4 separate regions of the Sus scrofa genome follow, and all the other regions are linked to region 1. A link is a contact called in public Hi-C, HiChIP or PLAC-seq and promoter capture Hi-C data. All regions are on one chromosome and are shown on one strand. Each heading gives the region's core, a stretch centred on a gene start, on an enhancer-like site or on the middle of the called end of the contact. The rest is flanking DNA. Distances are from core to core; before and after follow the strand shown.

Region 1 (4,958 bases), core at 1,104-3,603:
AAAATCACATTGGGATCACTGGCTAGTATTTTGAAGAAATGATAAATGATAAAGCTAGAGCCATTCCTCAGTATAACAAAATAAATTATAAACATTGAAATAACCAAGAAGCCATAGGGAAAAAATAATAAACATGACTATATAAAAAAATTCCACGTGTGTGGCAAAAAAAAAAAAAAATATATATATATATATACATACACACACACACACACACAAAAGGGAAATCAAAAGGCAAATAATGTACAAGGAAAAAAATTTCACAATTCCCATAACAGACAAAAGGCTAACCCCTAGTTCACAAAAAGTACGGACAGGGCATTTCCCCTGGTGGCGCAGAGGAAATGAATCTGACTAGCATCCATGAGTACACAGGTTCATTCCTGGCCTTGCTCAATGGGTTAAGGATTGGGTGTTGCTGTGAGCTGTGGTGTAGGTCGAAGACATGGCTAGGATCAGGCATAGCTGTGGTGTAGGCCAGCGGCTACAGCTCCAATTAGACCCCTGGCCTGGGAAACCTCCATATGCCGCTGGTGCAGCCCTAAAAAGAGACCAAAAAAAAAGCAGACAAATCAGTGAGAAAAATACTAACAACCCAATTAATTAATTTTTTAAAAGTACTCAAAATTAATTAATCTTTTAACTACCCAATTGTTGGGTCAAGAATATGACTACTTTCAGAAATATATATATATATATCCATGGAGTTCCCATAGTGGCTCAGTGGTTAACGAATCTGACTAGGAACTATGAGGTTGAGGGTTTGATCCCTGGCCTCGCTTAGTGAGTTAAGGATCTGGCAGTTGCCCTGAGCTGGGGTGTAGGTTGCAGACGTGGCTCCGATCCCACGTGGCTGTGGCACAGGCGGCAGCTACAGCTCTGATTAGACCCCTAGCTTGGGAACCTCCATATGCCACAAGTGAGGCCCTAGAAAAGACAATAAATAATTTTTTTAAAAAGAAATATAAATATATATATATATATATATACACACATATATTTCTTGCGTGTGTGACATACACCGCCACTCCCCGCAACATCGGATTCTTTAACCCACTAAGTGAGGCCAGGGATTCAACCCTCATCCTCTTGGATGCTAGTTGGGTTTGTCTCTGCTGAGCCACAGGGAGAATTCCCGGTATGCATTTTAAAAGAGCAAGTATAATTTGTTTAACACATGCTGGTTGAGAAAAACTGTAAAAAATACATAGTACAAAATATACCATAGAAATTGGAGTTCCCGTCAGGGCACAGTGGAAACGAATCCGACTAGGAACCATGAGGTTGCCGGTTAGATCCCTGGCCTCATTCAGTGGGTTAAGGATCCTGCATTGGCGCTGTGAGCTGTGGTGTAGGTCGCAGACTAGACTTGGATCCCACATTGCTGTGGCTCTGGCATAGGCCAGCAGCAACAGCTCCGATTAGACTCCTAGCCTGGGGACCTCCATATGATGCGGGTGCAGCCCTCAAAAGACAAAAGACAAAATATATATATATAATATATATATTATAATGTATATATTATATATTTTTATATATATACACACCATAGAAATCACATTGAACTTTTCAATGTAGTTAAAGTTCTTTGCACCTCAAAACACAGCGAGTCAGAGGTGCAACTCAGGACCAATGGGACCAGAAAGACCAGAGGCCATGCCCAGGACTACAACTCCCACAAGGCACCGGCGGAAAAAGCTTGAAAGGAGCCACAGGGTACAGCCCACCTACTTCTGGCCTCCGGAAACATGCCTCCGGAAGTGCTTTTTTTTTTTTTTTTTTTAATGTCAAATGTCCTAGGCTTTAAAGCGGGATGAAAAAAAAAAAAAAAAAAATACAACTTACCTCAAAAGTAAAGGAGAAATCTGGAAGGTAAGAGTTTACAAGCCCCAGAAGCTCGGAGCGAGCACAGAAATTAGGCAGCCCATAAGTGGGCTCCGCGCGGCTCTTCTGCTTCTCTTTTTTCTTTCCAGTCTGGCACTAAGTTCTGTCATGCAAAACAAAATTGGCACCTTTTCCTTGCCTGCAACACAGGCGCCAGCTCCCCGCACAGACTGGGATCTTGGACAGCAGCGCTTGGACAGCGCTCCGATAAAAAGGCCCTGATTCCGATTTAGGTCCTACCTCTCAACGTGCGCCACAGCGGGAACTCCTTTCTTTCTTTCTTTCTCTCTTTTTTTTTGAAAACAGCATTCTGAGACAAGAACAAGATTTTTTAAGTCTGTTAGGTCGGACATAAGTAGACTATGTAAATGATTTGTTAAAGGCTATTAAAACATTGCTTTGAAGTTTTAATCAAGTGCAATGGCATGCTAATAATCCCCTTGTTAATGTGTGGGGATATGGATGGGTGATAGGGGTATGAGTACTCTATGCTCAATTTGGCTGTGAACTTAAAACTCTAAAAAAGTGTATTAGTTTTTGGAGTTCCCCTCATGTCTCAGCGGAAACCAATTCGACTAAGAACCATGAGGTTGCTGGCTTGATCCATGACCTCCCTCAGTGGGTTAAGGATTTGGTGTTGCTGTTAGCTGTGGTGTAGGTTGCAGATGTAGCTTGGATCCTGCATTGTTGTGGCTGTGGTGTAGGCCATCAGCCGTGGCACTGATTTAACCCACAGCCTGGGATATTTCCATATGCCACGTGTACGGCCCTAATAAAAAAGCAAAAAAAAAAAAAAAATTCATTTTTAATGATCATAGAAAAGTAGTTAATATGCCACTTGTTAGTAAGGAAGAGGTCACAGATAATAGTTTGGGCTGTTACTATAACAGATTTCTTTTAAACTGAACTAAATTCCTCAAACAATCACTTGATTATATTTGGGAAACAAACACTTAAATACCTCCCTGACATTTCAGCTTTTTTCCTCTCTTCTCAAAGAGAATTGCAGTGGAGTAAGTATAGTGGTAACATAGTAGTCAGATCAGATATGATGGTAGTTTTAGGAAAATAGTGACTTAAGGGCATGACATGGGCCCAATAATTCATAAATTCTGGCAGTAAAATCAGATTCTCTGATCCTATTGAGTCCTGATTCCCAGAACCTCCTAGTTCTGGGATCTAGACCAGAGATCTTCTAGTCTGGCTCTACACTAAAATTGCTTGGTGGAGTTCCCGTTGTGGCACAGCAGAAACGAATCCAACTAGTAACCAGGAGGTTGCGGGTTTGATCCCTGGCCCCACTCAGTGGGTTAAGGATCTAGTGTTTCCATGAGCTGTGGTGTAGGTCGCATACATGGCTCAGATCCCACATTGCTGTGGCTGTGGCATAGGCTGGCAGCTACAGCTCTGATTTGACCCCTAGCCTGGAAACCTCCATATGCCACAGATGCGCCCTAAAAAGCATCAACAACAACAACAACAAAAATCATTTGGTGAAGAGTTCTCTTGTGGCTCAGCAGATTGAGGATCTGGTGTTGTCACTGCTGTGGCTTGGGTTCAGTTCCTGGCCCAGGAGCTTCTGTGTGCTGCTGGTGTGGTTAAAAAAAAAAAAAAATCACTTGGTGATTATATGTATGTACATAAACACACACAGCAGTACCAGGACCCTCCTGTAGATTAATTAAAATGGAGTCTCTGAGGGGGAAGGGTGGGTTTGTTTTTTTTTTTTTTTTTTTAAGCTTCTCCCAGTGATTACAGTGTGCATCAAGGTATGACATAGACCAAGGATATTAATCTGATACTCAGGAAATATGAATAGAATAAAATCAAGAAACTTTTAATGAATGCTTTCCCTATCCTAGACCCCATTCATCCTCTTTAGTAAATTCAGATAATCCATTTGATTCAAGTGGTAAATTCGCAGATACATATAATCTTTTTTTTCTTTCTTTGTCTTTTTAGGGCCGCACCCTCGGCATATGGGGGTTCCCAGGCTACGGGCCCGATCGGAGCTGTAGCCACTGGCCTACACCACAGCCACAGCAACGCCAGATCCCAGCCACATCTGTGACCTACACCACAGCTCATGCCAATGTCAGATCCTTAACCCATTGAGCAAGGGCAGGGATCGAACCTGCATCCTCATGGATACTAGTCAGATTGTTTTCACTGATCCACAATGGGAACTCTGATACATATGATTCTGTAAAACATTTACCTTGCCAGATAAACGTTTGCCAAAAGGAATCGAAGTCTAAATCTAGAATAATACTCATGAGCAACTTCGTGGCTGTGCAAAAATCTTTGAGTGCTCGGTTTATGCCTAGTGCTGTGAGAGATAGAAATGTTTTAGCTGTTCCTCACAAGGAGCTTGCACTGCAGTTAAAGAGACAAGATTGAACTTGTGACCCACCAATCAAATCAGTCCTACCAAGCCATGTTCCTAAAAGGTTGTGAACTCATTGCCAGCATTTTAAAATTGGGAGATGTTGCATAAAATTCTAGGCTTCTACCTCCTCTTGAGAAATTGGAATATCTGATGACTTGGGATTCACTTACCATTCCCAATAGCGACATCTGTCTGGAGCTGAGCTGAGAATATGCCCCTTTAGATGGGGCCTGTGCTATTGCATTTGTCAGGCTCTTAACTCACAGTTGCTCTCTAATATGGAAGCCAAGTGTCAGTTGCCAGGCATTATCATTTATATTTTTATGATAAATTTAAAAGGAAAATGAATTTTTTTTTTTGTCTTTTTGCTATTTCTTGGGCCGCTCCTGTGGCATATGGAGGTTCCCAGGCCAGGGGTCGAATTGGAGCTGTAGCCACCAGTCTATGCCAGAGCCACAGCAACGCTGGATACGAGCCGCGTCTGCAGCCTACACCACAGCTCACGGCAACGCCGGATCATTAACCCACTGAGCAAGGGCAGGGATCGAACCCACAACCTCATGGTTCCTAGTTGGATTCGTTAACCACTGCGCCACGACGGGAACTCCGTAAGTGAAATGTTTTTGATCCCTATTTTTATCAAATGTGTAACAGCAAAAAAATGGAGCAAGAAGACCCTATGTTT
Region 2 (4,958 bases), core at 829-3,328, 440 kb after region 1:
TGGCGGTATGACAGCACAACCAAAAATTATTTACTAGGTGTCATTTGTACAAGCAATTTTCAAGGATGCAAAGTACTATTTAGAAAACAACTGGAAGTCTCCCGCCGCGAGCGGCTGATGCTCACTGAGATTACAAAGTGGGAGAGATAAAGGCGAGAGGTAACGCCAAGGCGAAAGGAGGAAGCGATTTGCAAGGCAACCCACCTCCCCACTCCACCCCCAAATAAGCCCCACTGTGGGGCGGGTTGGGCGGCTGGGCTGGCAGCGCCAAGGCCGGGGGAAGGAGCTCCAGCCTGAGAACCCAAATAGGGGCCTGGTGGACATTACTGTATCTTCCCAGCCGGAAAACACTACTATTTTTACTGCATAACGCAAACATGGTGGACAAGAAAAGCCCTCCCCGCATTTGGCTGCCGAACCACGTGGCTCCCTTTCCACGCAGGTGACGCGGGGTGAGGGCGGAGCCTTACAGAATTTGCTCTCGCTGGGAAAAAGCGGACTTCTCCAAAACTCGACTCCAGGATTCTTGCAACACAAACAGGAAGGAATACTTTCGCCACTTCACATCTCCCCGCGAAAGCAGAAAGGTGGCTTTGAGAATTTGAAGGTTTTAGGGTAAGCAAGAAAAGCGGAGTTACTGACCCTCCACCTTCCCCCGACCCCAACAACCAGGCCTTCCACCAACGCGCAAGCGCACTTCTTGCCTTCCGCGCCAAGGCGGGACCGACTCTCTTGCCTCGCGAGAGCGGGGCCGGTGGGTCTTCCTCGCTCTCGCTCCACCCCCTCCTTCTCTCTCGCGCTCTCCCATCCCCCCAAGCCAGTCGCTCTGCTGCGCAGCTCCCTCAGCGGTTGCCACCGCCGGAGACGGTTGGAAGAACCGTTGTGGGAGCGCTACACGAGGCAGGCGACTTCTCCTTCTCCACGACCGGGCCCCGCAAGCAGCGGAGTCGGCGCTACTGTCGCTCGACAGGGTATCTGAAGTAAAAGGGGGTAGGTTGGGATGGTGGTTTCGAGAGTGGAGTCGGGAGAAGGACGAAAGAGAAACTGGGAGGGGGTGGGGCGGGGCGAAGTGTGGAGGTCGCCGCTCGGAGGTGGCCAGGCTGCGCCCCCCCGGGCGATCTCTCACTTCGGGGGCGGCCTGCCGGGCGGGGGGGGGACTTACTCAGGGGGGATTTAGTGGACGAAGCCGAGGCCCGAAGTGGGGCTCATCACGCATTTCCCGTCTTTTCCCTGCTGGTTTGGCTTCCGCCATTTTGGGTACGGTGGCGCGGCCACCTGGGCTTCCCGCCCTTCTCCTCTCTTTCTGCTTCTTGCCCCTTAGCTTCCGAAAACTGATTTAGGAGTCCGGGGAGGGGGGCGGTGGTTAGAGCGCCTCGGAAGGGATGTGGGTGGGGAAGGAAGCGAGCTGGGAAAGGCTGGGCACTTGGGTGGGGGGAGGCTCAGGGCCTTCGGGCGCGCTCCGGTTGGAAATGGCGCCGGATGGGCCTGGCCTCCCACCGCGGCCTCCCTTCCTCCGCAGTCTCAGCTGGGCTACCTGGGCTGGCGGGACTGCGAGTGACTTCTGACGCAGATTCCCAAGATGAGAGAGGCTGGAGCTGGGGGAGGAAAGCCAATGGCGACGAAGGCGCTCAACTCCCAAACCCGGGACAAAGGAGGCAGACGGCCTCCTTTGTAATTCCGCCGCCGGGTGGCGAAGGTTTTTAAGCCAAGCTTTGCTGCCGAACGGGAAGGGGGGGAAGGGGCGTACTCTCCCTAGCTCTCTGGTCTCTAGGGCAGCTAGATAAAACGAAAAGCCTCCGGGGAGGAATAAAGGACGCTTAGCCGGCCCTTATATTCCAGGTTTGGAGCTTCGAAAAGAGTACGTACTCATTTTCCAAAGGGTTTTTTCCACTTAAACCGTATTGGGAGACTTTATGGGTAATTGTAAGCAGAAAAGCGGGTGACTTACCGAATAGGAATGTGCAGTGGGGCTTATTTCAAGCAGGTGAACCAAGATACGACTTTCTGAACCTTTGGGCGGGGGCGGGATGGTTTAGCAATGGTTTTGTGTAGTTTGGCGAATACTGTGTTAGAATTTAAGTAGGTGGTTTACTTTTGGGAAACAGTTGTTAAAAAACAACCAGTGATGGAAAAAATGTGTGTATAGGAATTGCGTTATCGGCTTTCACCAATCTCCAAGATTTTTATTTTGTGCAAAGATTGTTTTGGCATTAAGGCTGTGGAAATAAAATACTTCAAAATACAGTTAGGGTTTATTTTCTTTCGGTAGCTAAGCGAATTTTCTATTTGGCTTAGGACTATAGTAACATTTTGGCGAAGAAAATAACCCTACTCAACAGAAAAACAAACTGCAAGCCCAGTCATGTGGTGCTGTGATTTTTTTTTTTTTTTTTTCGGTCCTTAGAACATTGGAGAACTGGGTCTGTAATTTTCACTGAAAACTGTGCAAAGTAAAGGACAGGCAAGGCATGAGACTTCCAATAATGCATATGAATCTTTACAAGTGTGTTTATTTTTTCATCTTTAAAAATGAAAAAGATCTTCATGATGTTGAAGATGTTCTGTGTTTCTATGCACTTGTAAAGACATATAGCCCAGTTTCTTATAAAGTCTTGTGTGGTGTAACAGCTTCCCTGATTGGATTACCCTAGAAACCTTTTTTCCTGCCCTTCATCTGCATCATGATTTGGAAATGCATCTAAATTGCTTTTTATATTTTAAACAACTGTGTAGTTTTGGTATTCTTACTTTGTTAAACAAGTGATTGAACTGCAGTGGGTGGTAACTTTGTTCTAGAAAAGAAATCCGTTTAGACACCTCACCTCCAAGTAGTAGTGTGTGAGTCTATTTTTATTTAAAATTGAGCAAGCACAATGAAAAGGGAATGATTTCCATTTTATTTAAGCATTTCATCACCACTTCTGACCAAAATTTTGAAGTTACCTCTCATTTTTTAATTTTCTGGCCAAACCTGTGCCACAGCTGTGACACCACAGGATCCTTCTTAACCTGCTGACCAAGGAACTTTTTTAGAAGCATGGTTTAGGGTTGTTTATTAATGTATCAAACCCTTTATGTTATAAAGGAATTTTATCTCATTTGGCTTCTAAGATGTTTTTTCTTAACAGCTTTGAGATACAGTTCACAGATCGTTAACTTCATCCATTTAAAATCATACAGTAGTGGTCTTCTGTGACTGGTTTCTTTCACTTAGCCTAATGTTTAGGAAATTACATTAAAAATTTCATACAGAACTGACAAACTGTGTATTTCAGCTGCTGGTGTTTTGATTGATGCTAACACTAGAAATTTTTAAAGCAGAATTGCTGTGACACTTGTAAAGAAAGGTTGAGAAGGATTATCCTGAATAATTGGTAAACACTTTTTTTAGGTAGTTTCTGAGACAACTTTATTAAGGTATCAGAACAGATTGGTGTTTTTTTTTTTTTTTTTTTTTTATGCCTTCAGGTTTTGTCTTGGTTTGGTTTTGTAAATAGAATTCCAGGTTCTAATTTTGAGTTTTGAAGAGTTAGTAGAGTGTGGGTTACTTTGTTGTGTACTCATTCACATGGGATGGAGAGTCATTCTGAAGTAGTTTGTCTTCCAAATCTGCTTAACCTTTCCCCAAATTAAAATTGTGTTAACAGTTTGGTGTGTTCTTTATAGACTGTATTGTTTTTATGCACTTTGGAATAGGCTGATCCAAAAATCAAAGCTAGTATAGTTTGCTTGCTAGTATTTCTTGGAAAGTGCTAAGATTTATAACTATAAGTCAGTTTCCATCTTTTTTGAATTCCTGAAGTGGTACCTTTACATTGAAAAATAAATAAATAAATGTTCTAAGTAACATAAAGCCCCCACATCCTAAGGTCTTTTCACAGCAGATTATTTCTTAGGTTGGTGGGGTTTTGTTTTAAAGGAAATTATAAAGATCGTTAAAATGTCTTTTTCCAAAGCCTACTTTCAATGCTATTCTAGAACTTTTTTTTGCTCTACTAATAAAGTATCTTAGTAAACATTTCCAAAGTCTTTTTCCTTCTTTCTGCTTTAGACAATTCCTAAGAACACTTGAAAACTTAAGATTTTTGTTGACTTTGAAAAAGACTTGTTGTAATAGACCTTATTTCCTTTCATGATTCAGAGCATTTTCCTATCCTTTAAGGTTCAGTTATTTTGTTTGTGGTTTATTTGATTAGTTTTACAGGACCTCTTAAAATCCAGTAAAAGTAGCCACCATCGAATGATTACCATGTTGCAAACCAAATAAATACAAACTGTAAACAATTCTTAACAGTCCTGATGTGGTATAAGTACCGCTGTTACATTTTATAGTTGAGTGCAGAGGTTAAAGTACTTTGGTTTTAAACTAGGTAGCCAGTAAGTAGCAGACTAGGGATTCAAACCCTTCTCTTAAAAGGTTCGTGCCAGTTATTTGTGTACCTAAGAATTAGTTGTAGTAGTGTCAGATAAAAATCTGTTCCTATTTTGAACATCTGTGTTTAGAGTAGGGTTTAGGATTGCTTTTAAAAACAGCAAAATAAGTAGAAAAGGTGATTCATATGCCACGGTATTTCCTTGATAACCACATTCAGTGAATGTTTAGCTTTTTTTAAATGCATTGATTCTAGGGAAAATATTTTACTCTTTGCAGATGCTAGCCCTAGCAGTTGCTCATAATTAGATCCTGTGAAATTAAGTATTAGTGAATACTGTTTATATGAAATAATCCTCAAGCTTAAAAGAATCAAGTGAACAAATTGTTTTGTTTACAGGGGAGGAGGTGGTGAGGGAAAGGTTTGAAATATTCAGGTGAGTAGGATTCCTACAGCTGCATAGTGAAATTTATAAGGTCTGGTAAGTTTCTGCAGCTGAAGGACTTCTGCATTAACCTCTTTAAAATGTTCTGGAATCTTTAAAGAAAGGGTGATTGTCTCTTGGGAAGGAAATCTGGTGGATGG
Region 3 (4,958 bases), core at 1,121-3,620, 420 kb after region 1:
CAACGGGAATTCCTCAGTCAAATTTTAAATAATTTTAAACAAAATGAAACAAAAAAAAATATTCCTCTGAAGCCCTGGACTTAACATGTGAAGACTTTTCTCCCCCAAAAAATCCAGTTATTCCGTGCTCTGAGTCCCCATGGTCTTTCAGCCTCTGCGGTGACTACTGAATAGAGGTCACATTTACATGTCTATTTCCCCTGCTGGACTCTGAGCACCTCAGGGTGCTTAGTAAGTGCACACTTATCAATCTTCATACCTCCTGTCCCTACCCCGGAACCTGGTTCATGGTAGATGTAGACAAATATTTGTAGACTACATAATGACAGGCTAATACCTACTGAGTTGTGGTCAGCTTTGTGAGGTTTAACAATTACCTGTCTCTGATATTGTCCTGAGTTTCCCTGTGTTCTCTCTAGGGGTTTCAGGTGTCCACTGTCTCCAGCCATGAGTAAAAGAATCCAAGGGTAGAAACAACAGTTTCTATGTCCATTTTAATTTCTATTAATTATGCATTGAAGAAAGTGCTAAATTGGCCCCCAGGAGAGCAGGATTCTCATGTCTACAGAATAGAAAACTAGCAAAACTAGCTTCTAGATATCTATTCAGTTGTCCCTGACAGGCCATCAAACTAATCTGGTCTCACAGGTCCAAGGCACAGAAGAAGTGAAATGAGAGACTCTTTAGAGAGGGTCCCTGGATCGCAGACTAATCTCCTTTATTCTTTTTTCCATTTGTACTAAAGCATATTTCTTTAAACAGCATTAAAGCCTTTTGTTTAACATTTTATTTCCTAGCTTTTCCAAATATATAAATAACATGCAAAATATAGTTTAATGGAGAGAGAGAGAAAGCTCCTAAGATCCTAAGTCTGGAGTTCAGTGAATGAGCTGGAGGTAAAATGGAGTAAATTGAGGGGCACTCCCATCATGGCTCATCTGACTAGTATCCACGAGGATGCAGGGTCGATCCCTGGCCATGCTCAGTAGGTTAAGGATCTGGCATTGTCATGAACTGTGGTGTAGGCTGCAGATGTGTCTCAGATCAGTGCTGCTGTGGCTGTGGTGTAGGCCAGCGGCTACAGCTCCGATTCAACCCCTAGCCTGGGAACTTCCATATGTTGTGGGTACGGCCCTAAAAAGACAAAAAAATAAGAGTCAAATTGAGGAATAAAACTAATTCTTGTCATCTGGTGAAAACTGAGTACATAAATCACTCAAAACTTTTTTCAAAATTCTTCAAGAGCATTTCATGGGGACATGGGGCAAATATACAGACTCTTGACGAGTAAGTTTGGTCTACTCCACAAGTCCTTAACATGAAGTTATGTTTGCCATATTGTTTCTTTTTTTCACTTTATTTTCTTTTTAGGGCTGAACCTGTGGCATATGGAAGTTTCCAGGCTAGGAGGTGAATAGAAGTCAGCTGCTGGCCTACGCCACTGCCACAGCTACACCAGATGCCAGCCACATCTTCAATATGCCACATCTTGCCACAATGCCAGATCCTTAACCCATTGAGCAAGGGCTGGGATTGAACCCGAATCCTCACGTATGCTATGTCAGTTCTTAATGGGAACTCCTGTCATATTGTTTCTAAAGAAAGTTCACGACTTAGAATTTGGCTGTTAATTATTATCTCACTAACACTGCCAAGCTCTGGTGTTACTTGTTAAAGCCTATTACCTTTATTACTTTCTGCATTTTGTAGTTGGAAAATGCCAGCTGCAAGGCTGCATAATGAATGCGTCATGAAGGTAAGATACGGACCCTTGACCCTGGACCATTTTGCTGCTCCAGCTGAGGAACCAAATAAGTATACCAAGGACTCCATTAACAATATTCACCTGTCTCAGCTCAACTTCAGCCAGTCTCGATCTTGGTTCACCCTAGAATCACTAGCGGAGCTTTAAAAAAACAGTGCTGCTTTAAAAAACAGTGGAGCTTTGGAGTTCCCGTTGTGGCTCAGGGGGTTAAGAATCCGACATACTGTCAGTTTGAACCCTGTCAGCCTCACACAGTGGGTTAAGGATCCAGCATTGCCACAAGCCGTGGTGTAGAGCACAGATGCAGGACCCCAAGCCCAGGAACTTCCATGTGCTGCAGGTATGGCTGTAAAAAGAAAAAAATACAATTTTAAAACAGTGGAGCTTTAGAAAACAAACCCATCTCCAGAGATCCTGTTGTGATTCACCAGGATGCAGCCTGGGTACAGGAATTTTTAAAGCATCTCGAGTAATTTTAATGTGCAGCCAGCTTGACAGTCACTGCACTCGAAAGCCCTAACTTAGTAAGACTTATTTAGGATCTTCAATTGCTCACTCTTGTTTCTAAAGGAATTCTCAGATAATCTACCCTTGTACTAACTGCTCTGAGTGGAAGGGTACCTTGACTTGTTTCCCAACACCCAGGTAATAACACAAAGCAGCTAAGGTCAAGGAATAATTAACTATTCTGTTAATATTTACCTAATCAAAGGGCCATTTTAAAAATGAGACTTGCAGTAAACTGAATTCTCCCTAGGTTAGAGTTTAATTCCTTCTATCTTTCTATTAAATCACTTCATTGCAAAATGTTTTCTTGACTTTGAGAATAATTTCTAATTGTCTGAACCACAGGTAAGGTTAAAAATATCCAGCTAGAATCTTTTATGAAAAATACAGTATCAGCCATGTCCAGTCACATGAAACTCATCCAATTTCATTCTGCTCCACATTTGGTGCTAACTAAATGAAAACACAATGACTAGAAGGGACTTTGACTTTTTTTAAAATTGGATCTAATTCTTCTTTACGTGAATCTTCATTTCTCTAGATCTAAGCATTTAGGTGTAAGCAGTCTCATAATATAATCTGGTCAAAATTAACTTGCAGACATGCACATTGCTGATATCATCTGACAAAGAACACAATCAAAGAGATAAACAAACCAGGTGAATTTTTTTTTTTTTTTAAGAAATACTTGGTTCTACAGAAATCTAGAATTTCAGGCACTGCACTTCAAATACTACTTACATTTTCTAGGAGGCAAACAGCAGCAGGATTCCCACGAAATGCTTTTGCTGTGAATGCATCTGCTATGAAAATAGGGAGCTTCATTTTCCTTGTAAGCACTTCTGCAAGTTCTCAAAATTTCTGATAGCCTGCTTTCCTTCTTGTTGCTGCAAAAAATAAAGTTAATGTTTTACTTGATGTACATAAGCAACCAGCATTTCCTAGGTACAAAGTCAAGCAATTATTCTAACTTACCCACAATTAAAAATAAGTGATCCTCTGATTAATTTTAAACCTCTAAATTGAATTTGTTTTAAAATAGTAGGTGAATATTTTCTTTTCATATTGTACATATACTTAACAACAGAATCATATTCTTAAAAGAGCCAAAACTATCTTAGGCTATCTACCTATCTATTTATCTACATTTTTTTTGCTGCCCCACAGTTGTGACCTAAGATGCAGTTGCAGCAGTGCTGAACCCTTAACCCACTGTTTCAGGCCTGGAATGGAACCTGCATCCCAGTGCTTCCAAGACACCACTGATTCCATTACACCACAGCAGGAACTCCACTTAGGCTATATTTTTAAAGAAGTGCATGAAACTTCCAAGGGGACATATATATATGTTGCTTAAGGTTTCCCAAAGAATATATGCACCCCACCTTTTTAACCCCAAACCTGCGGCATATGGAAGTTTCCAGGCTAGGGGTTGAATTGGAGCTGCAGCTATGTCAGAGTACACAATACCTATGCCACAGCAATGCCAGATCTGAGCTGCTTCTGCGACCTATGCTGCAGATTGTGGCAACACAGGATCCTCAACCCAATGAACAAGGCCAGGAATTGAATGCACATCATCATGGATACTATGTTGGGTTCTTAAGCCACCAAGCCACAACAGGAACTCATGCCTTTTTAAAAGAATACATTTTTTGGAGTTCCCGTTGTGGCTCGGCAGGTTAAGAACCTGACTAATGTTCATAGGGACATGGATTTGATCCCTAGCCTGGCTGAGTGGGTTGAGGATCAGGTGTTGCCATGAGCTGTGGTGTAGGTTGCAGACGAAGCTCGGGTTTGGCATTACTGTGGCTGGGGTGTGGGCTGGCAACTCCTGCTCCAATTCAACCCCTGGCCTAGGAACTTCTGTGTGCCTTGGGTGTGGCTCTAAAAAGACAAAAAAAAAAAAAAAAAAAAAAAAAAAACCATTTTTTCTAATTTTAAAAAAGATGCCCATTATAAAAAAAGAAAACCGTGGAAAATCAAAAAGTGACCCATAACCATGCAAATCAGCAATAAATTTTTTTTTTGGGGGGGACTTAACATAGTCAAAGGAACCTCGTGCTTTAATTTGTTGGTGTTATTTTACAAATCTGCAGTAGAAAGTTTTTTGAGCTCATGACATAAATTTGTTAAAGTAAACCTTTTCACTATAAGAATAATACCTCCTCTTTACTGAAAACCATAAAATACAGAAAAGCAGGGAGTGGGGTGTCTCCCGTATTTTCATTTCCCAGAGATAAATCCTGTGAATATTCTGGGTGTCTTCTTTGCTCTACTAGAAAGCCTGGATTTTTTTTATAGGCATGGAAGATTCCTCTCTCCCAAAGTTACAGACTTCAAAAAAATTCAGTGAATTAGGGGGTGCTTTGTTTAAATCTAAAAGAAATTAACCTATCCTAACATGCATACTAGTCAGGTTCATAACCCAGTGAGCCAAAACAGGAACTCTCTTTAATCACAATTTATACCTTTTTGTTTTATTTTATTTTTATTTTTATTTTATTTTTTTTTAGGGCTGTACCCATGGCATGTGGAAGTTCCCAAGCTAAGGGTCAAATTAGAGCTGTAGCTGCCAGCCTATGCCACAGCCTCAGCCACAGCAACTTGGAATCTGAGCCATGTCTGTGACCTACATCACTGCTCACAACAACGCAAGATCCTAAACCCACTGAGCGAGGCCAGG
Region 4 (4,958 bases), core at 635-3,134, 290 kb after region 1:
CCCAAGACAATAAATTCAAAGGTGAAAAACTGAGTCGCATTGGGTTTGTTTTGGTATTATGAAAACCACATGGATTGAGTCTATGCCTGGATTTATAATTATTGTTTTGACGAACACCAAAATTAAGCCCTAGGAGATTTTATCCTCTCAGAAGTACACTTTAGTTTAGAGCAATGGTTCTTACTCAGGATTCATTTTGCCCTTCAAGGGACACTTGGCAATGTCTGGAGACATTTTTGATTTTCACAACTGGGGGATGGCACCAAGAGAGAATGTTAAACATCCTGTAATAATAAGATGCCAGCCTCCCCAAACAAAGAATTATCCAGCCCAAATTGCCAACTAGTCCTAGGGCTAAGAAATCATGGTTTTAGAGCAAAATGGCAAAAAGTACTAACGGCAATGAGTACCAATCCTAAAGGAAGAACTAAGTTCACAACTTCCACCAAAACATCAATTTTAGGAAAATTCCACCGTATCAGCTCATCCAAGATGGCTTTCCAAAATCAAGCAGAGTCTGAGCGTGAGACGTGTTTATCCATAACCATATCAGGTGGGCATGTATTTTCATGAGAAACAAGATCCCTCAGTTTTTAAGGTTTGTTTCTTGTAATCTGCTTTCTGAATTTAAATTTTGCTACTTTCAAAGATTTGAGGTAGGAAAGCAACATGTTCTGGCTTGGTGAATACCAGACTTCGATGAAGAGTTATAAGTGGACCGCGCGCGTGCGTGCATGCATGCATGCGTGTGTGTGTGTGTGTGTGTGTGTGTGTGTGTGAGAGAGAGAGAGAGAGAGCAAGAGCGCGCACGAAATAGCTGATAGTGCTACCTTTCTTAGTTCACTGCTAAGTCAACTAGCCTTAAATCAAAGCTTTAAATGCCAATTAATCTCGACACTTTAATTTATTATGCCCATTTGTCACACTTTTTGTGACTCTTCAAAGGCAATTAAACTGCAGAATGATTTATACCCAGTCCCAAACTGGAGTTCCTCCTCTCTTCTCCCCACCACCATCTGCCCAGCCAGACACCAGACAGGTGCCCTTAATCTCCCTCCACACTTACAGATCTTTTGGGTGCTCTGTCTTTGCTGCATCTGTATCACCTGGTACCTATCTCTGGTACAATATTTAACACAATAATAAAGCTGTTTATGTTTCTGTCTCTCCCGAGCATCTTGAAAGCTATCTCTAATATCTAGATAGGAGTCCATAAACGTTACAAGAAGTCCAAAGCCATTTTTATTATTCTAGTAGGATTTTAACACTCATTCTTCACATGTAATTTTCATGGACTGGTTAGCAACAAGTTTAGCTGCTTCTTTTTTTGTTTTGTTTCTTCATTTGCTTTTTAGGGCCGCATCCACAACATATGGAGGTTCCCAGGCTGGGGCTGAATCAGAGCTGTAGCTACCAGCCTACACCACAGACACACAGGATCCAAGCCACTTCTGTGACCTGCATCACAGCTCACAGCAAAGCCGGATCCTTAACCCACTGAGCATGGCCAGGGATGGAACCTGCATCCTCATGGATGCAAGTCAGATTGTTAACTGCTGAGCCATGACGGGAGCTCAAAGTTTAGCTGCTTTTGTATAGTGATTGCTTACCTCCCTCTCATTAGATGCTCTGAATTGCAGATACATATATGTCTTTGATAAATAAAAATGGGGAAATGAATTTGTCATCAGTCTCTGCTGTTTGTTAGATAAATCTCCAAAAACATTTGATCCATGGTGGGAAAACAGTACCAAGTACAGAGACTCACACTCTGGTGAGGCTTTCTCAGCCCTCGGGAAGTATGCTTTTGCCTCCATAAATGGGATCAGGGCTGTTCAGACGTAAGGCCCTAGGATAGGCTGTGGCTCAGATTCCAGAGGGACTTATCAGCAACGATGTGCTTGCGTTAGTTTCCATGGGTAAGGGCAGAATTGAGGTCATAGTCACTGCCAGTGTCATTAGAAAATTTCTGAGTCAGAGCCACTGATGATGGTAATCACGTGGCATGAGCCATGATAACTGATCACTGGCATATGTCTGTTCGGGTTATTCCTGCTCTATTTACTTCTTTAGGGACTTCTGGCATTCCAGTCCCTATGACTCACTTTCTATACTGCCCAACAAAGCATTTCTTTGCCAGTCATGGCAAGAGGCCATTTTTTTAAAGCAATGATTAGAGAGCAGACTTTTATTTAACTCCTGTTCTGATGATGGGGAAGTACTGGTATTACCCTCTTTTAAAAAGGATGGTTGCACAGCAAAACAGTGGTAGAGTTTGAGAGAAGCCTGGGGCCACATATGCTAGTTCACTGCTCTACCTGTAAGTGATAATTATGTTCTAAAATATTTTATGGAGATAGACTATCCTCCATCTTCTGTACAGTATCAAAAACACTTTCATTCTGTTTCTTTGGGGGGGGGGAGCGTGCTCACACTTCTTGAGTGTGCAGGGAAGTATATGATCAATTAGAATCTTACTCTGATCACTGCTCCCACTCCAACAGCAGCTGCTCTGGCAGGCTTTCAAGGCTGCAGCAGCCTTGGCTCCAACTGCTTCAGCAGTAATTTGAAGAGTGCAAGGGGGCAGGGGAAGTGAAAATTTGAAGAACAGCACTTCATTATATAATAGCAGAGACAGGAAACCCTGAAATAACTGGGCCAGTGGTCAGATCTAAGTTTCTGAAGACTACATGGGCCCCCCTCCCCAACTTGACAATTCCAGAGACTTCTCTGACACAGCTCTACCCTGGGCACTTGTAACAATGTAGGAGCAAAAAAGGTCTTCAAAGACTTATCAGTAAAAAAAACTGCTCTGATCCAGCCTAAAGCATATACACCTTCACTTCCAGCATCTTACAAGGTGCAAAAACAGCAACTGGATTTAAAAAATAAAATGACAATATGAACCTTGTAGCTGCCCTCTTTTAATCAATGGGGGAGATGCCTTTTCCCAAGGATGTCCCTGCATTATACTTCCAGATATAGATCCACTAAGCGGAACTGTGTCCTTTTAGCTCACATTTATAACATCTGGCACAGAGCAGGCACATAGTAATACTTATTCTGTGGTAAATAACTTCCATTTCAGCTAAGAAGGAATTATTGCTTTCATCGCTTTGTGATTTTAGCATGTCTTTAGGAGGAATAGAGAAAGAAATCCAATATCAAATGCCTGTGGAAAACTTCTTCTCAAGGTTCCGTGTCCCCCTACAGAGAAGGTCTTCCCAGATGATCAGCATGGTGATGAACCACACGACAGATTTAATCATTGGATACTATTTACCTCAGGAGGGTGTAGACTTTTTTGTTACAGTGACTTTGAGTTCAGATCTATAATTCCTAATTAAGGCTAATTTAATCTTTGCTAGTTAGGGATGGTTTCATGCCTTATTCATCTTCAAGAAAGTCAAGAAGAATAGGATCGAGTCTGTATACAATGTTCTCTTGGTAACAGCCTAAGACCTGCTGCTGTGTGTTGAACATGGCCCTATCTACACCATGTTCAGATGGTGTAACTGGTTTGGACCTGACGTGCAGTCGTGTGAGCCAATTTCTTCTCGTGAGACTTTGGTAGAAAAGCACAGTTTTCGACAAAACAACCATCATCCTTCAAACTATGACTTTCAACAATCTCTTCTAAGTGGCTCGTTAAGATGACTCGGGGCAACTCCTTCACTGAGTATTGATGTGTCATGCTGGAATGAGCTTCCATCTCACATTGCAGACACTTAGCAGGCATATTCTATAAGCATAGTATCTCAGGTATATTGGCTGAACTCTCAAACAGAACACAGACAGGCCTTGGGCTTCAAAGACAAGTGAATAATTACAACCAACTAATGTTGGTCTCAACTGTGAGTAATATACTCTCTCAAAGAAGTCCCTTTGCAAGCAGGACTTTGGTATAACCTCTGCAGATTGAGAACTGGTTCACATATCTGAACCACAGGCCATGTCAGAATATATACATTAGTGTTCCTGTTGTGGCTCAGCAGAAGTGAACCCAACTGGTATACTTAAGGACTTGGGTTTGGTCCCTGGCTCAGCTCAGTGGGTTAAGGATCCGGTGTTGCTGTGGCTGTGGTGTAGGTCAGCAGCTGAAGCTCCTATTCAACCCCTAGCCTGGGAACTTCCACATGCCACAGGTTTGGCCCTAAAAAAAAAAAAAAAAAAAAAAAAAAAAAGAGAGAGAATGTATAGATTGACCTCATTCTGCTTACATCCATTTTTTAATATGCATCCCTGTATTTTATTTATTCAATCCCTCTGCTACCACTTTTTTTTGGGGGGGGTTGCTTTGGTTTTCTAATTTGTTTGCCTCAAAAGGAATGAAATTTCATTATGTATGAATCCCAGGGAGATATCTTCTGTCATTAAGGGTTTTTTTTTTTTTTGTCTTTTTTGCTCTTTCTTTGGGCCACTCCCGCGGCATATGGAGGTTCCCAGGCTAGGGGTCGAATTGGAGCTGTAGCTACCAGCCTAGGCCAGGGCCACAGCAACGCGGGATCCAAGCCGCGTCTGCAACCTACACCACAGCTCACGGCAATTGTCAACCCACTGAGCAAGGGCAGGGATCGAACCCGCAACCTCATGGATCCTAGTCGGATTCGTTAACCACTGCGCCACGACGGGAACTCCTGCCATTAAGGTTTTGAACAGGCTCCCAAACTACCATTTTAGCACAGAATTTACTCAGATGTCAGAGTGGAAGGCATATTCACCCGCTTGCCAGGAGCACCCAAGACTCGCTGATGTTCCCTGCTTACTGAGAACATTCCATTCTTGTCACTAAAAGCTACTGTTTTGGGGTAGACGAGGAATGACCAGGTTTTTAATCAAATAGTTCCTTACTACTTCAGAAACCACTCTGTGCCAATCCCATCCTGAATTGCTTCAGCAAACAAATTTGAAAATGCAAAGGACAAAATACTAACTTTGAACTGCAGCGCCCCCTGGAG

The links. Promoter capture Hi-C pulls out the DNA fragments that hold promoters and counts their contacts. A called contact is a pair of places that touch in the nucleus more often than the background predicts. HiChIP or PLAC-seq counts read pairs in DNA pulled down with a chosen protein or histone mark.
Region 2: an H3K27ac HiChIP or PLAC-seq map of alveolar macrophages shows a contact between it and region 1, with 5 times the contacts expected there. The contact joins the promoter of PBLD here to the promoter of DNAJC12 in region 1. A contact is called at or near these places in 2 of 5 promoter capture datasets (fetal liver and liver) and 2 of 2 datasets of contacts at active chromatin or transcription factors (alveolar macrophages and skeletal muscle).
Region 3: a promoter capture Hi-C map of fetal liver shows a contact between it and region 1, with 2.2 times the contacts expected there. The contact joins the enhancer-like site here to the promoter of DNAJC12 in region 1. A contact is called at or near these places in 1 of 5 promoter capture datasets (fetal liver), 14 of 47 Hi-C or Micro-C datasets (alveolar macrophages, embryonic fibroblasts, epiblast stem cells and 7 more) and 1 of 2 datasets of contacts at active chromatin or transcription factors (skeletal muscle).
Region 4: a contact with region 1 is called in a Hi-C map of skeletal muscle, with 5 times the contacts expected there. The contact joins the enhancer-like site here to the promoter of DNAJC12 in region 1. A contact is called at or near these places in 5 of 5 promoter capture datasets (fetal liver, fetal skeletal muscle, liver and 1 more), 33 of 47 Hi-C or Micro-C datasets (adipocytes, adipose tissue, alveolar macrophages and 18 more) and 2 of 2 datasets of contacts at active chromatin or transcription factors (alveolar macrophages and skeletal muscle).

The regions. Positions count from the first base shown.
Region 1 is chr14:71,048,044-71,053,001 of Sscrofa11.1, forward strand. It overlaps DNAJC12 (dnaJ homolog subfamily C member 12), which reads right to left and starts at 2,354. Exons shown (of 6, transcript XM_021072941.1): 1 at 1,846-2,354. It also overlaps the pseudogene LOC100152383.
Region 2 is chr14:71,485,464-71,490,421 of Sscrofa11.1, forward strand. It overlaps PBLD (phenazine biosynthesis-like domain-containing protein), which reads right to left and starts at 2,079. Exons shown (of 10, transcript XM_021073523.1): 1 at 1,949-2,079. It overlaps HNRNPH3 (heterogeneous nuclear ribonucleoprotein H3 (2H9)), which reads left to right and starts at 832. Exons shown (of 10, transcript NM_001243555.1): 1 at 832-990.
Region 3 is chr14:71,465,586-71,470,543 of Sscrofa11.1, forward strand. It overlaps PBLD (phenazine biosynthesis-like domain-containing protein), which reads right to left. Exons shown (of 10, transcript XM_021073523.1): 2 at 3,014-3,159. The coding sequence starts at 3,097. Among named protein-coding and RNA genes, the nearest start is that of HNRNPH3, 18 kb to the right of the region's middle. Within about 2 kb of position 2,371, at least 11 of the 83 cell types and tissues checked have an H3K27ac peak or open chromatin away from gene starts, as enhancers often do. A contact at or near this core is called in fetal liver, where this site is marked.
Region 4 is chr14:71,336,602-71,341,559 of Sscrofa11.1, forward strand. The region is part of intron 5 of MYPN (myopalladin); the gene reads left to right. Among named protein-coding and RNA genes, the nearest start is that of MYPN, 56 kb to the left of the region's middle. Within about 2 kb of position 1,885, at least 26 of the 83 cell types and tissues checked have an H3K27ac peak or open chromatin away from gene starts, as enhancers often do. A contact at or near this core is called in embryonic fibroblasts, fetal skeletal muscle and skeletal muscle, where this site is marked.